Regions from separate parts of the Ovis aries genome. Here region 1 is linked to region 2. Evidence: chromatin contacts called from public Hi-C data. All regions are on one chromosome and are shown on one strand. The core of a region is the stretch at or near the end of the contact, and the rest is flanking DNA. Distances in the headings are between cores, read along the strand shown.

Evidence for each region. A called contact is a pair of places that touch in the nucleus more often than the background predicts.
Region 1: a Hi-C map of tail adipose tissue shows a contact between it and region 2, with 3 times the contacts expected there. The contact joins two enhancer-like sites. A contact is called at or near these places in 3 of 16 Hi-C or Micro-C datasets (hypothalamus, mesenteric adipose tissue and tail adipose tissue).

Annotation. Positions count from the first base shown.
Region 1 is chr1:36,862,252-36,869,037 of ARS-UI_Ramb_v3.0, forward strand. No RefSeq gene overlaps it. Among named protein-coding and RNA genes, the nearest start is that of TM2D1, 96 kb to the right of the region's middle. Within about 2 kb of position 5,245, at least 9 of the 54 cell types and tissues checked have an H3K27ac peak or open chromatin away from gene starts, as enhancers often do. A contact at or near this core is called in tail adipose tissue, where this site is marked.
Region 2 is chr1:36,707,492-36,714,723 of ARS-UI_Ramb_v3.0, forward strand. NFIA (nuclear factor I A) reads left to right here. Exons shown (of 10, transcript XM_060410138.1): 10 at 6,487-7,232. The coding sequence ends at 6,563. Among named protein-coding and RNA genes, the nearest start is that of TM2D1, 250 kb to the right of the region's middle. Within about 2 kb of position 4,455, at least 27 of the 54 cell types and tissues checked have an H3K27ac peak or open chromatin away from gene starts, as enhancers often do. A contact at or near this core is called in tail adipose tissue, where this site is marked.

The DNA of each region.
Region 1 (6,786 bases), core at 3,995-6,494, 160 kb after region 2:
TCCCAACCCAGGGATCAAACCCGGGTCTTCCACACTGCAGGCAGATTCTTTACTCTCTGAGCCACCAGGGAAGCCCAAGAATACTAGAAGGGGTAGCCTATCCCTTCTCCATGGAATCTTCCTGACCTAGGAATCTAACCGGCATCTCCTGCATTGCAGGCAGATTCTTTACCAGCTGAGCTACCAGCTACCAGTAAGAAAAGGTAATTCTTTCAGTAGGCAGAACCTCAAGCATTGCCCCTTTGCCTGGAAGGAAACAGAAGGGGTAGAGATCTACAGAAATTTGTAGGTGGCTCTAAATTGTTTAGCTAGATGGTCGTAGACTTGGGAGGGACAAGATTGGAGGACTGGTAAAGCAAGGATGAATGGGAGAGAGTTGTAATGTTAGACCTCACAGAATGGCTCCCAAGGGTGAGAATATTTGTGTTCTATGGGGATGGTTATCAGGGGGCACTCACTACAGAGGAATTACTCAATAACAATAGGGAAAGGTGGTCTGATCTGTGAATATCAGCCAGCATCTTTGCTAGTAATGCCAGAGCTTGCTCAATGGGTACACAAATAAAGTTAAGTGGACACAGTGACAGAGATGGTTGTTATTTATGGGTTCAGTAACAGAGAAGGCTTCTCATAGTGTTTTATCTGGATGGTACTGCTGATGACTACTCAGTCTTCTAACAGCGGAGACCCAAGCTTAGCCCCCTACCTGATACCACCCCTGGAAAGATAAGATAATTACCTAGTGACAGGTTAATCGGACCACTCACTGCATAATGGAAGGGGCAACAGATTGTCCTCTACCTTAAGAAGAATAATTAGACAGTGAAGTAGAGGGAAGGGATTAGAGATGGGAAGATCAAGTACAATGTACCATTTTAAAAAAACAAAAGCCAGGACTTCCCTGGCAGTCCCGTGGTTAAAACTCTGTGCTTCCACTACAAGGGATAGAAGTTTGATTCATGGTTGGGTGATGAAGATTCTACATGTCACATGGTGTGGTCAAAAAACTAATAAAATTTAAGAAAAAAACAAAACCCAAAGCTACTCAAAGTCAGGTTATATCTGCCATGTGCTATCACAATCCTTGTAATTCCTCTGTCATACTTTCCATGCTTCGTTACAACAAAAACTCATGAGAGCAGGGTGGTGCCTGTTTTGCTTTCCATCATATTTCTAGTACTGTGCCTGGGACATCGCAGAACTTGATAGATAAGTGTTAAATGTTTGTTGAATGTCTTCTACATTTTAATATTTATCAAAACGTCGTAAAAGTATTTTGGTCAAAGTAGGTGCTAAACAGACATTTGTTAAGTGAAGAAAAACTATACTCAACCAGAGCATAAGCCTGTGGGCCAAATCCAGCCTGCCACCTGCTTTTCTATGGCCCACAAACTAAGAATGATTTTTTACACTTTTAGAGGGTTGGAAAAAGCTTAAAAAAAAGGATAATATTTTATGACACATAAAAAGTATATGAAATTCAGATTTCAGTGTCCATAAATAAAGTTTTATTGGAACACGGCCACACTCATTTTTTTACATGTTGTCTGTGGTGCTTTCATGCTACAGCAGCAGAGTTGAGGAGTTGTGACAGAGAACGTATGTCCTGCAAAGCTGAGAGTGTTTACTGTCTGGCCCTTTACAGGAAAAGTTTGCCGACCCCTGCACCAGACCTTCCAAAGCACAGAGCACACTGGTTTTAAAGACACTGGTTAACACAGTGTTGCCTCCTTCCTTGGCAGAGAGCTGCTCCTTCACTTTAATTTCTTCTAAAGAAAACAAACTGTGTTTCTTATATTTCATGACTTCAGGGTGAGACTTGTTCTAACACATGCCAGAGCCCTTAGACTCCTTTGTGCCATACTGGTAATACGAGATATATAGTAGCCAGGATAGATAAATACACAGAGAGAGATGGAAGGAGAGCCACAGAGAACACCAGGGGAAGAGACAGGGTTCCACACTTGGGCACACCAGCTCTTTAAGATCAGTTTTACTTCTCTCAGCATCTCTTCAGAACCGTGTAATGTGGCTTTTCCAAAGCTTTGTTCTGTTTTCATTACAGTAAAATGTTTATTGTGATTACTGAGAGAATTGCTATCTTAAAACTGATGCTTACTATGGTCGAGTTTGACCTATATTTAGTGAAGCAATGTTTTAAGATAATACACTGAAGTTTATGAAGGAAATGTTGACTCTTTCCAAAGAGAGAAACTGGAATTTCTTTTCCTGAAATAGTGATTTCATTAAATTAGAAAAGTGGACATATTTTTGTTATTTGACTTCTTCCTCACTCTCTATAAAATGCATCCCTCCATTTAATCTGCTATTCATCTAGAATAACCACATGCTAGTAACTGACTTTTGCACTACACTCCAGCAATTCTTTGAGAAGACAATGGCACCCCACTCCAGTACTCTTGCCTGGAGAATCCCATGGATGGAGGAGCCTGGTGGGCAGCAGTCCAAGGGGTCGCTAAGGGTCGGACACGACTGAGCGACTTCACTTTCACTTTTCACTTTCATGCATTGGAGAAGGAAATGGCAACCCACTCCAGTGTTCTTGCCTGGAGAATCCCAGGGACGGGGGAGCCTGGTGGGCTGCCGTCTATGGGGTCACACAGAGTTGGACACGACTGAAGTGACTTAGCAGTAGCAGCAGTCAGCAATTCTTTATCATTTAAGTTTATTACAGGCAGGCAGACCCTGATCCCGATTAGAAAGACAAGGACTATTTCCATAATTACTGCATACAAATAATAGCATTTATTCTGGCAATTCCCATGCTATTCAATCAGGCAAGATTCAATACAAAAAAAAAGAAGCTGATTTGCCAAAATCAGACATTTGTTACGTGAAAAAAATTATGTGCCCATGTCACATTCTGTTTTTAGAAGTTTGTAGCACTCAGGGAGCACTTCTTGTTGGAAGTTCTATTTAAGAATTACCGAAGGATTATGATACTAGCATCCACCTAATACAGGAAAACAAAGGCGAGTGGGCCATTTCAGAAATCACAACTTTTACGCTAATTGCAATTTCTGAAGTAAAGCTAACGGTACTGCACAGAACAAGAATGTCTCTAATCTAATCTCGGCAGCATTGTGATTTCAAACTGCTAAACCATACAATATATTCACTTTTCCTTGGTGTTGCTGCCAAGTCGCTTCAGTCATGTCCAACTCTGTGCGACCCCATAGACAGCAGCCCACCAGGCTCCCCCATCCCTGGGACTCTCTAGGCAAGAATACTGGAGTGGGTTGCCATTTCCTTCTCCAATGCATGAAAGTGAAAAGTCAAAGTGAAAAGTGAAAGTGAAGTCGCTCAGTCGTGTCCGACTCTTTGCGACCCCATGGACTGCAGCCCACCAGGCTCCTCTGTCCATGGGATTCTCCAGGCAAGAGTACTGGAGTGGGGTCCCATTGTGTGGGTTTGCATATTTATCTTCTCCAAGGATCTTTCTCTGTGTCTTGGTTGTATATTGCAGCATTCATGATTGATGAATTGTTGTCAAGGACAAACTAAGGCTCCTGTATTTTACCAAAACAACTTTTTATGGAACACAAGATTTTTTTCCAGGGGATACACTCAGATTTAGCATTATGTATTTTTGTCAAAGGAATAGAGAGGATGGTCTAATAAAAATGGTGAACAAAATGAGAGCAAGTATGAGAAAGTCACTGCCAACAGATGACTTGAATTCAAGATAGATACATGCAAACATTAAAAAGACACATGCACCCCAAAGTTCACTGCAGCTCTGTTGATAAGAGCCAGGACATGGGAGCATCCTAAATATCCATCAGAAGAGGAATGCATGAAGAAGATGTGGTGCATATATACATGGAATACCACTCAGCCATACAAAGGAACAAAACGGGGTCATTTGTAGAGATGTGACTGAACCTGGAGACTGCCATACAGAATAAAGGAAGTCAGGAAGAGAAAAACAAATATCATATATTAACACATATATGCAGCATCTAGAAAAATGGTACGGATGACTTTATTTGCAAAGCAGAAATAGAAACATAGATGTAGAGAACAAAGGTATGGATATCAAGGGGAAAGGGGTGGGGCGGGAGGAATTGGGAGGTTGCGATTGACGCATACACATTACGCATACTATGTACAGAATAGACGGAGATATATGTAAATGTATGGCTGATTTATTTTGCTGTACAGTGGAAGGCAATACAATATTGTAAAGCAACTATACTGCAATAAAAATTAATTAACAAAAAATATATGTAAACTTTCCTGGCCTTAAACCTGACGTCTAAGGAAAATGCCAATGCTAGAAGTTAAGATGACAATCATCCAACTGTTTCGTCCTTTACTGAGATCACTAGAAAGGCATACTTCTAACTCAACCCAAAACATCTAAACAATCCAACTTCTAAAGAAAAATTATGTGTATATGCCCATGATGGCCACAGAGCAGGGGAATAGTTTCTGTTCTATTTGTTTATCCTTTCTGAACTGTTAAGACAATGTCTTGATCTCTCTGGCCACACCTCCAACAACACTCCTCCTCCAAGGATCCTTGAAATCTTATTTACAACATAGACCAGGAATTCTCACTGAGTCTATTTCAACACCTGAAAAAACTTACCACTTACAAGTACCACTCTGTGATAAGACGCATTTGATTCAAATGTGTTGGAGTATGTCAGGACTGAAGTCATAAATCTCATGAACACTGTGATTTAATAAACAGTGGTCCATCTTTGGTCCCAAGAAGCAATCAAATGGATTCATAAAAAACAAAGAGAAAAAATCTGAGGGAAATAGGGGGAAAAAATGATTATTTATTAATTCTGAGTGGTGGGTACATGGATGTCTGATGTTTGCTCTATATTCCTATATTTGGAATACTTCATAATTTTGTAAAATTGGTTTTTTCTGGGGAAGAAGAAGCTAAAGAAGTTCCCAGGTGCTCAAATTATAAATGAAGAAACGATAAGAAAGAGGAAAAATTGCACAGAATTTTTCTTTTTCAGGGGGAGTAAGTTGAAGAAAACCCTCAATTGCCGTTCCATTGGAGGGGCAGTGATCTAGGGGGTCCCTGGGAGCAATATTCTTATTCCACTGAAGGAGGTGAGCCAAGATACTTATAAGCTCTAGAGAACCTTTAACACAGGAAGCTATTTATCATAACAAGCTTGGTTGATACTGTTCCCATACTGAACCAATTAGGTTCGCCTATTTCGTCATACTTCATAACTTGGGATGATAGGTTTCCAAGTATGGTACAGCGTAGTAATTGAATTTTGATCAAACACACATGGCCCATAACCCAGTATGTGAAATTTTCAGAACAGTTCACAGCTTTTAAATATCCAGTCAACATGTTGCCAAAAGTACAGGATGTACTTGATGCAAGGGGGAGAGAAAGGGGAGGGCTGAATCTTGGTAGAGCTGTAAGACAAATATTTTTGTTCTTGTTCTCTTCTTATTTTTCAAATAGCAGTGGAGAAAGGCTGTGGGATATCATATCATAACTCAAGTCTTGCCCTCGCTTGCTCTGTGTGCATAAACATCTTTGAGTCTTATTTCAGATTACCATTTATTTTTTTGCATGAAACTTTCGTGTCACAGGCCTGCTACACACAACCTGTTACATTTTTTATTGCAACACTAGCCAGAGTATTTCTTGACAACCTACTATATGTTAGGTTTTCGGTACCCAGGTCAACTCTTTTGAATAAAGAATCAAGATCTCTGCTTTCGTGTGATCTACTGTGGTTACAGAGACAGACGTAAAATAAAAAATATCAATAATTTTATCACTGTGCATGCTGAATTGCTTCAGTCATGTCTGACTCTTTGCCATGCAATGAACTGTAGCCTGCCAGGCTTCTCTGTCCATAGAATTCTCCAGGCAAGAATGCTGGAGTACATTGCCATGCCCTATTCCAGCGAATCTTCCCAACCCAGTGATTGAACCTACTTCTCTTATGTCTCTCATGTTCACAGGCAGGTTCGTTACCACTAGTGCTGTAACTTGTGATGATTAACATGAAGAAAAAATAGGGCATCAGGAGGAACCTGATGGGGACCTGATCTATCCAGGAGAGAGGAAGTGGGGAGGAGAAGGAGGGGACACATCTCCAAGAAAGTGCCACTGAAATTGATTTCTGAAAGATGGGAAGTGATCCAAGGGAGAGAATGATTATTCCCAGGAGAAGTAAGCACAAGGATAAACTCTGAAGTAGGCTGGGCTGTGGCAAGTTCAAGGACCTGAAGGCTAGTATATGCAGTGAGAAAGAGGCTCAAAATATAGGCAGGAGCCAGACCACACTATGCCATGTAAAGGATTATGTTCAGTGCAGTCACTGAAAAAGTGGCTGCCCAGGGAGTGACAGGGTGGGAGTCAGGCAAGACAAGAAGCAGAAAGACTAACTAGAAGCCTTGGCAACAGTCCAGATGGGAAGTGATAGTGGCCTGGAATGGCGCAATGGCAGAGATGGAGAACAGTGGACACATCTGAGAGAGATTTTGGAGAAGTGACATGATTGGAGATAACCAGACGTGGGAAGTGAGGGAGAAAGAAGTCCCAAGGACATTTCCAGGTTTCGAGCTTGAGCAATTCAGCAAACAAAGTCTAATAAATAACAACTAGTTAGTATAACTTGTAAGACTGCTCCAAATGACGATGATAAGTCACTCCAGTTGTGGCTGACTCTTTGAGACCCCACAGACTATAGCCCACCAGGCTCCTCTGTCCATGGGATTCTCCAGGCAAGAATACTGGAGTGGGTTGCCATGCCCTCCTCCAGGGGA
Region 2 (7,232 bases), core at 3,205-5,704:
GTGGTTTGGACAGCTCCTCTGCGCTCGTAGTAAGCAGGCAGCCGTCCATGTTACAAAACTACTGCACATGCTACGGCTGCAGTTGGCCCCATGGCAAGAGCTCTTCAATCAGAACTCCCTGGGGTGGCTTGTGGAGACCTGCATGTCTCCGTGGAGAGCACCTGTCGTTCAGGGGGATGCGGGCGTGAGCCGTGAGCATGGATGTGGTACAGCCATTCTAGAAGCCACGCATCTAAGCAACTTGTTGGGGTAATTGACACTAGTCTTTGGGCTTCCCCGGTGGCTCAGATGGTGAAGAATCTGCCTGCTAATGCAGGAGACACAGGTTCAATCCCTGGGTTGGGAAGATTCCCCTTGGAGAAGGGAATGCCAACCCACTCCAGTATTCTTGCTTGGAGAATTCCATGATCAGAGGATCCTGGTGGGCTACAGTCCATGGCCTCGCAAAGAGCTGGACACAACTGAAGGACTAACACTTTCACTTTTCACTTTTGGAACCTTGGAGATTTCTTCCTTTATTCAACAGTGTTTATTAAATCACCAGGCAAGACCCCAGAGATGCCAGACACAAGAAGACAGTTTGTTTTCTTGGGGAGAAAATAGGCAGTTACAGTTCAGTGACTGTGACAGAGGTAAACTCAGGAACTAGAGGCCTGGAGAAAGACCCTTTGGAAGAAGGGACTGCTAATCTGAAAAAGCAAGGACTAGCAAGTGTGAGCAAAGGTAAGGAGGGAGGGCTAGCTCTGCCAAGTTCCAGCAGGGAGAAAGCATTTGTCTTTGGGGGACCTGGAAGAAGTGTAACACAGCCCAAGTGTTGAGTATAAGCAGCGAAAAGATAAGGCGCAAAGGTGAGCAGGGCCAATCATGGCCCATTACTGTTTTAATAACTTCCTGTACAATAAACAAGTCTTGGGTTTAGCATTATTGAAAGCAGACTTTCTTTAACAAAATCAGACAAGAAAAATGGCTGCAGAGATCACAGCCTGTGGCTGGCAAGACCAATAACTGACTCCTGGGTGCAGGGTGTCACCTTTGTCAGAAGAAACCAGTATCCCCAGGCCATGAAGAATGGCCCTACAGTAGTCTTCTAGGGGCCCAAGGACAGAGTCGTGCTTTCTTGAAGTCACACAACTAGTCAGTGGAAAAAATAGGACTCGGTCCTGGGTCCCTTGGACATTGAATACTCAGCCTAATCAGCTGACATTCGTTTTCAAACATCCAGCTATGAGAATAGCAGGGTAACTGGTCTCTTGAAGGATACTGAAGTCTAAGATCCAGGACCTTCTTTCTGCAGGACAACTCCTTGGGAGCAGGTACCATATTTGTTGTACTCATATTCCCAGAGCCTAGTGTTATCAAGCGCACAGTAGGATGCGCTAAATAAGTGAAGTACTCCCAAATGAGGTATACTAACGTCAGAAACCGGGAGTGGACTCCAAGGCCTTGTCCATTTCCACTGGATCAGAAGGAGGCAGGGGAGGCTACCCGGCTTCTGGCTGATTTGCCAAGGACAGCTCATTTGGGCTAAACAGTGGGCTTTCACTCATCCAAACAAGAGCAGGAAGCCAAAAATGACTAACTGGATTAATGACCCAGCAGAGATAGCATCTCCTCCAGAGAGAAGTCAAGATGTTGACCGCAACTCCTGCAGTGCTAGTTGGCAGCATCCTCTTCAGGGGCTGATGGAGTATGAAGGAGTGGAGAGTGGGGGCAGAGGCCTCCCTGGATTTGCACGTTTCTGCTTTCTGTGTGTGAAATGTCCTGAAATAACCCACCTTGCCTGGAGAAGAAAGCAAAGTGTCACACCCAGTTCTGGATTCCACATTAACAACCTCCTTCCGCGGTGTTCAACTTTGCCCTTGAGGCCTTTTGTTTAACTTTTTGATTTGAAAAACAGATTCTGCTGCGTCACAGTCTGTTCCGCCCTCCCCACCCCCCACCGCAGCACCCTCTCTTTTTTTTGGTTAAAGTAAAATACAGCTATCTCAAACAGACTTGCATTTCCTTTTGTTTCTGAAATATGCATTCTGCCCTTTTAGTCAAAAGTGCATATAAAAGCCATTTTAAAATTCATTATTTACATTAGAATGTTTGATGTTAACTAAAGAAACTGAGCCTTCATCAACCATGTTTTAGGCACACTTATGACCAAATTTTGGAAAATAGCCTCGGTTTCCTAATTGCTCTCCCCTTCAGATAGGAAAGGAAAGAGACTGCCACCGTCAAAGGTACTGAGTGCCATTTCAGGCTTCCTGCTTGTGATGAAGCCGGATAGATGTTGTTTATGGTTCATAAAACCTGACTACTGTGAATATTCCAGAATCCTGGCAGAATGGGATTCGAACTTTCATGGAGCTGTAAATTAAGGGGCGGGAAGTGTGATAAAACTCCTTAGAAAAAAGTGGGGTGTGGCGTGGGGGGGAGTCATGCTGCAATGGTTAAATGAAATTTTATAAGCACATTCAGTGTGGAGCTGTTTTGCATTACATGAATTGAATACCTTAGAGACGCCACATCTGCAGGCACTTTATTAAATCCTTAGTCAGCACTTTCCAACCTGATGAGATTACTTCTTCATTTGACTGGAGAAGAGGAAAGCTGAGCTCTGGTCCTGGACTGCAGATTTCTTTTGATGTTTCACCTTGAACACTGAGAGAGGACAATCAGCCCCACTTCCAGCCCCCTCCTCACCACCTTAGCACATCCCAAGCTGTAGACACTGTGAATGTAACAGTAATTTTCCTTAACTCTAGCCTCTGTGGGAGTTTGGATTTATGGACCTCCCAAACAACTATAGCTGAGAGTTCCCAAGGGAAAAAAAAAAAGAAAAGATAGATCAAAGCTCTGTGTTTACTTCCTTAATGTAAATGTATCAAGATAACATCATCCGATATTCTATTGTAATATTGAAATTCACTGTAGATGAGGGACAGGGGTTCCTTTGTAGTCCATCTGGATACAGTAGATTAGATTAAAGGGCTATAAAATATGAAGGCAGAAACCGTATGAAACCTAAGCTTGTGTTAGTAAATATCTGAAGATAATTTTTTGACTCTCCATCAATGAATTTTGTTTAATGTGGCAACATTTTCCCAGTGATTTGCTCCTCAACCCCAACAATTTAACAGTCTCAGATTTCTTTCATATTTTTCTTGTACAACCCAACAAGAAAATGCCCAGAATTATTCGTCAAGTAATGTTTTGCAACTTGCACACCTTGAATTATAGATTTTGTAAGAGAATATCACAAGAGAAAAATGGGCTTTTACAAACATTATCTTGTCTATTGCACATTATTCATAGTTCATGGAAGTTTTTAAAAATCGAGTGGCTTAGACATGTGCAGCTATCACACTCATCATAATGGAATTAAGGAAGGCCTTCAGCTACAAACTAGTCATGAGAACATTTGATGAAATGAATGGGTTCTATTTTTTAGTATTTTAGTTGCTTATCTGCCATCACTATGAATAAATGATTTAATCAAGGAGCCCTCATTCAAAAGGGAAAAAAATTCCCTGTGTAGTTCCCCTAACCAGCTGACTTCCCATTCTGGAAAGCCTTGGTCAAGTAGCTGGGTTAATTGTCATGAAGATTAGTGTAATGTTGAAATAAGGACTAATGGTCAAATTACAGGAGTGAAAAAGTTTAAGAATAGGTTTTGGTTTGGGCCTGAAAGGGTTAATTAAGTTTTTTTCACGGCTTATTAAAGACCCCCAACCCAGGCCTTCAGGAGTCATATTGACACCCCACCCCAGGGCAACTCTCTCTGGTGACATGTTGCTGGTCAGAGCACAATAGTCTTCTGTGTCTGCAAATCATTGCTAAAATCATCTCAAGGAAAAAAAAAAAAGTTTGAAAGCTTTAACGTTAGACAAAAGCCCAAGAGCTGCACTGCGCAGCTCAAAAACCCGGAGTCAGCAACTTCTATTGATTAAAAACTAACCTTTAAAGTAACTCTGAGAGTGTGTGGTTAGCATTTAAATTTAAACATGTCATGAGTTGATTTGTGTTACTGAATACCAACTCAGAAGGAGTAACATTCACATCGCATTTTTTTTCTAATTCCCTTAAGCAGCTAAAGTATTTCATGAAATGTCAATAGGGCAAAAAGAAAAGGAGGGGGGGAACAGCCAATGCCGGGCCTGTAGTTTTCTTTCCCATGCAAATATTCACACACACACACACCCCCAAAAGAAAAGTGTGGAGAGTGAAACACAATAATTAGTCCTTTGTCTAACTTTCCCAAGTGCCAGAGAAAGACAGATTAATTAAATATACAACAGTGTTGGTTTTTGGAGTGGGGGTCTCGCTTGCTGGGTAGGTCATAAATTAGGCAGAATAAATACTTCAATGTGTTTGCAGTGGGCCTGCTACGTCAGAGCCACTGGAAGGTTGGTGGGAGGAGAGCGGAGGGTTTCTTGCTAATGATAGTCACGTCTGGGTCTGTCTGGTTGCTCTTAGCAACCAGACATGATGTAACACCAGGATGAACTTGAACTTGGGGGACTTGAAAAGAGAACAATAGACCAGAGCAATCAATAAAGCCTATTTCAGTGAAGGATTACAGAGCTGCTCTGGGGTAACCTTGTCGGCAAGGCACACACTGAATAGTAAGATGTGTGAAGAAACTTTTTTTCCTTTGCTTTGCTTTTTAAGAGAAGTGTAGAGGCACTGCAGATTTTTGTAGTGCACTGAGGTTGTGTCCAGAAACTGTGGAATGGAAAACTGCTCCCCCTACTGACTCACTGAGTCCCAGGCGCTTGCTTTGAGAACTACGACGCAGCGTCAGATTTAAAGTCTGGAATTTCACAACTGACTTAGAAAGTGTGAGAACAGACATTGTCAGCGTGACCCGCCGCATCCCAAGTTTGAGACTGTTTGGTTCCAGGGAGAACTCGGCTCTATCTCGGATCTGCGTCAGCTATGCGGGAGTCCAGCTAGAAATACGGTTTGGAGACTGCCTCCTGACTCCTCTCTTCCCCCCTCTTCTTTCTTTTGTCCAGTTCGATTTAGGCCCTGTGTATTTGCCAGGATGATTTCCTTTCAGGACACAAGAGGCTTTATTGTGCTCCTCAAAGCATGTGGTCAAAGAATAACATCTGAAAGTATACAGGATGAGCAGTTTTTCGGTTTAGACTTCAGGCTTTTCTTTTTTTTTTTTTTTTTTCCCTTCAAGTCCTCTGGAAATCAAAGGTAGCTTGTGTGACTAGGAAATCTTATCCCAACCTCCATGTAGCTATCATTTTGCCATTTATCCTGGAATCAAACGAGTCCTTGCTTTACCTAATTGAATCTCTTGGACACGGATGAGCCTTCATCTGACTGAGTCAACCCAAATGCAGCCCTTTCTAATACTGTCAACTCAGAGGTTTCAGAAGCGTTTAATTTTGCTTGAGGTTGATGATTTTTCTGTGAATAAATGTGGTGAATTTGGTAGGGTAGCTGTGGAGAAAAGTTGGCAAAAGCCATGTACTTTTTTATCTGACTTGAGAAACTGACTCTGATACTAAACCGTAATTGGTCACTTTGTTTAGCTAACAGAGAAAGAAGTGCCAGCGTATAGAGCGACGTATCGCCAGACTATTGCCAAAGCTAACCACCTAAGGGCTCATGAAAGGAAAAGGCAACTGGTAACTGGGTCCGGCAGTTAGATGCAAGGCTGTAAATAAACGTCAAAGGAGCAAAAGCACGCGTGAGGGCTGTGCCCGTGGCCTCGTTTTTTCCTTTGGACGCTATGGTAAAATCTTTGATACCAGTTGACGATTATATGTCATTTTTAAACATTTTATTTTAGAAATATTGAGCTGAGAGGAGCATTTTACATCGTAAAATCTACCTCATGCACATCTAAGGAGACTGAGTAGAAGAGAAATACTAGGACTTCTCCAAAGTCACCCAGGATTCTTGGTACAGCACTTGCCCTGCTTGAGCTCCATTTACTCTTCTGTCGGTTTTGATCCTCTGTGCCTGTTACAAGAACATTATGATAACTTCTCATTGAAAAGGAGATGCCGTGAGATTCATCAGAGAAGACATCCATGATGATATAAACCCTCTCCCTTCACCCATTCTCCATTCATTCCCCTCTGCTTTGTTTGGAAGCCTGTATTCCAGGCACTGAGCTAGGCGCTGAGGGTTCAATCAAAAACCAGGTGATAGAGCTTCCTGCTCTGCTACAGCTGCCCTCGCCAGATTGGAGCGTCCGTACCATGCATGTCTTTCAAGTAGGCATAAGTACTTGGTTGTGCAGGTTACACTCAGAGCATTGGCAGCCCCCAGCAAAGACACTGAACTCCAGTTTCAGGAGAGTAGGAGCAGTTTCAGGGTCTTAAGCTCTACTGTTCGTCATTCTTTTACTTTTACCGGTGAAAACCGCCCTTTACCCCTAACACAGATCTTGATTTCACCAGTGGAAAGGCCACTGTTAAAATGTGTTATTTTCCAAATTGTGGCTCTAATTGCGCTTTTCCTCTTGTCTTCCAGTCCTGGTACCTGGGATAAAAGTCGCAGCGTCCCACCATCCACCAGACAGACCACCTGACCCCTTCTCAACTCTGTAACATGGACGCATCCTCAACCCAGCGCGGTTACAACTTCACTGTCACTGGAAGGGGAGAATCAAATCAACTTGTACATGGAAACAGCAAGCATTATGGTCCAACAGCAAAGGCCATAACCTTTTGGGATTTTTTTTTTTAATACTTTAGGAACTGTTGTAATTTTCTCATATGGTGCTGGAAATGGTTGGGCTTTGTAACATTTGAAGTGTTTCCGTGGTTGCGTGAGCATTAGGCAGTGTGGCTAGAGAAGGTCGACCCTTGCTCACTGACTTCCTGTTGTAACACACTTTCTTTACAGAGCCCGCCGTTTCACAGTATTTCATGAATTTACCCATACTGGTGTGAGCCTCTTTGAGCAATCAGGAGGCGCTTGGAGAACTAAATCTTTTGTAGTAGCTGAGATCTGCAATATATATAACTTACGGGACAGTCAAAGGGCAATGTTTTTCTGTAACATATTGGAAAAAGAAATCGCAGTTATGTTCCTTTTTTGTTTTTTCTTTTAGTTTGGTTTGGTTCAGCAGTCAGCCGTTAACTAGGTAACATGGCCCGGAAGGACAGTGAATCCACTCACGTTGCAGAATAATTCCGAAAATGGCAAACTACTACTACTACTATTCAGTTTTTTAAAAGTTTTGAAATGCTGCACTTACATTTAAAAAAAAAAAA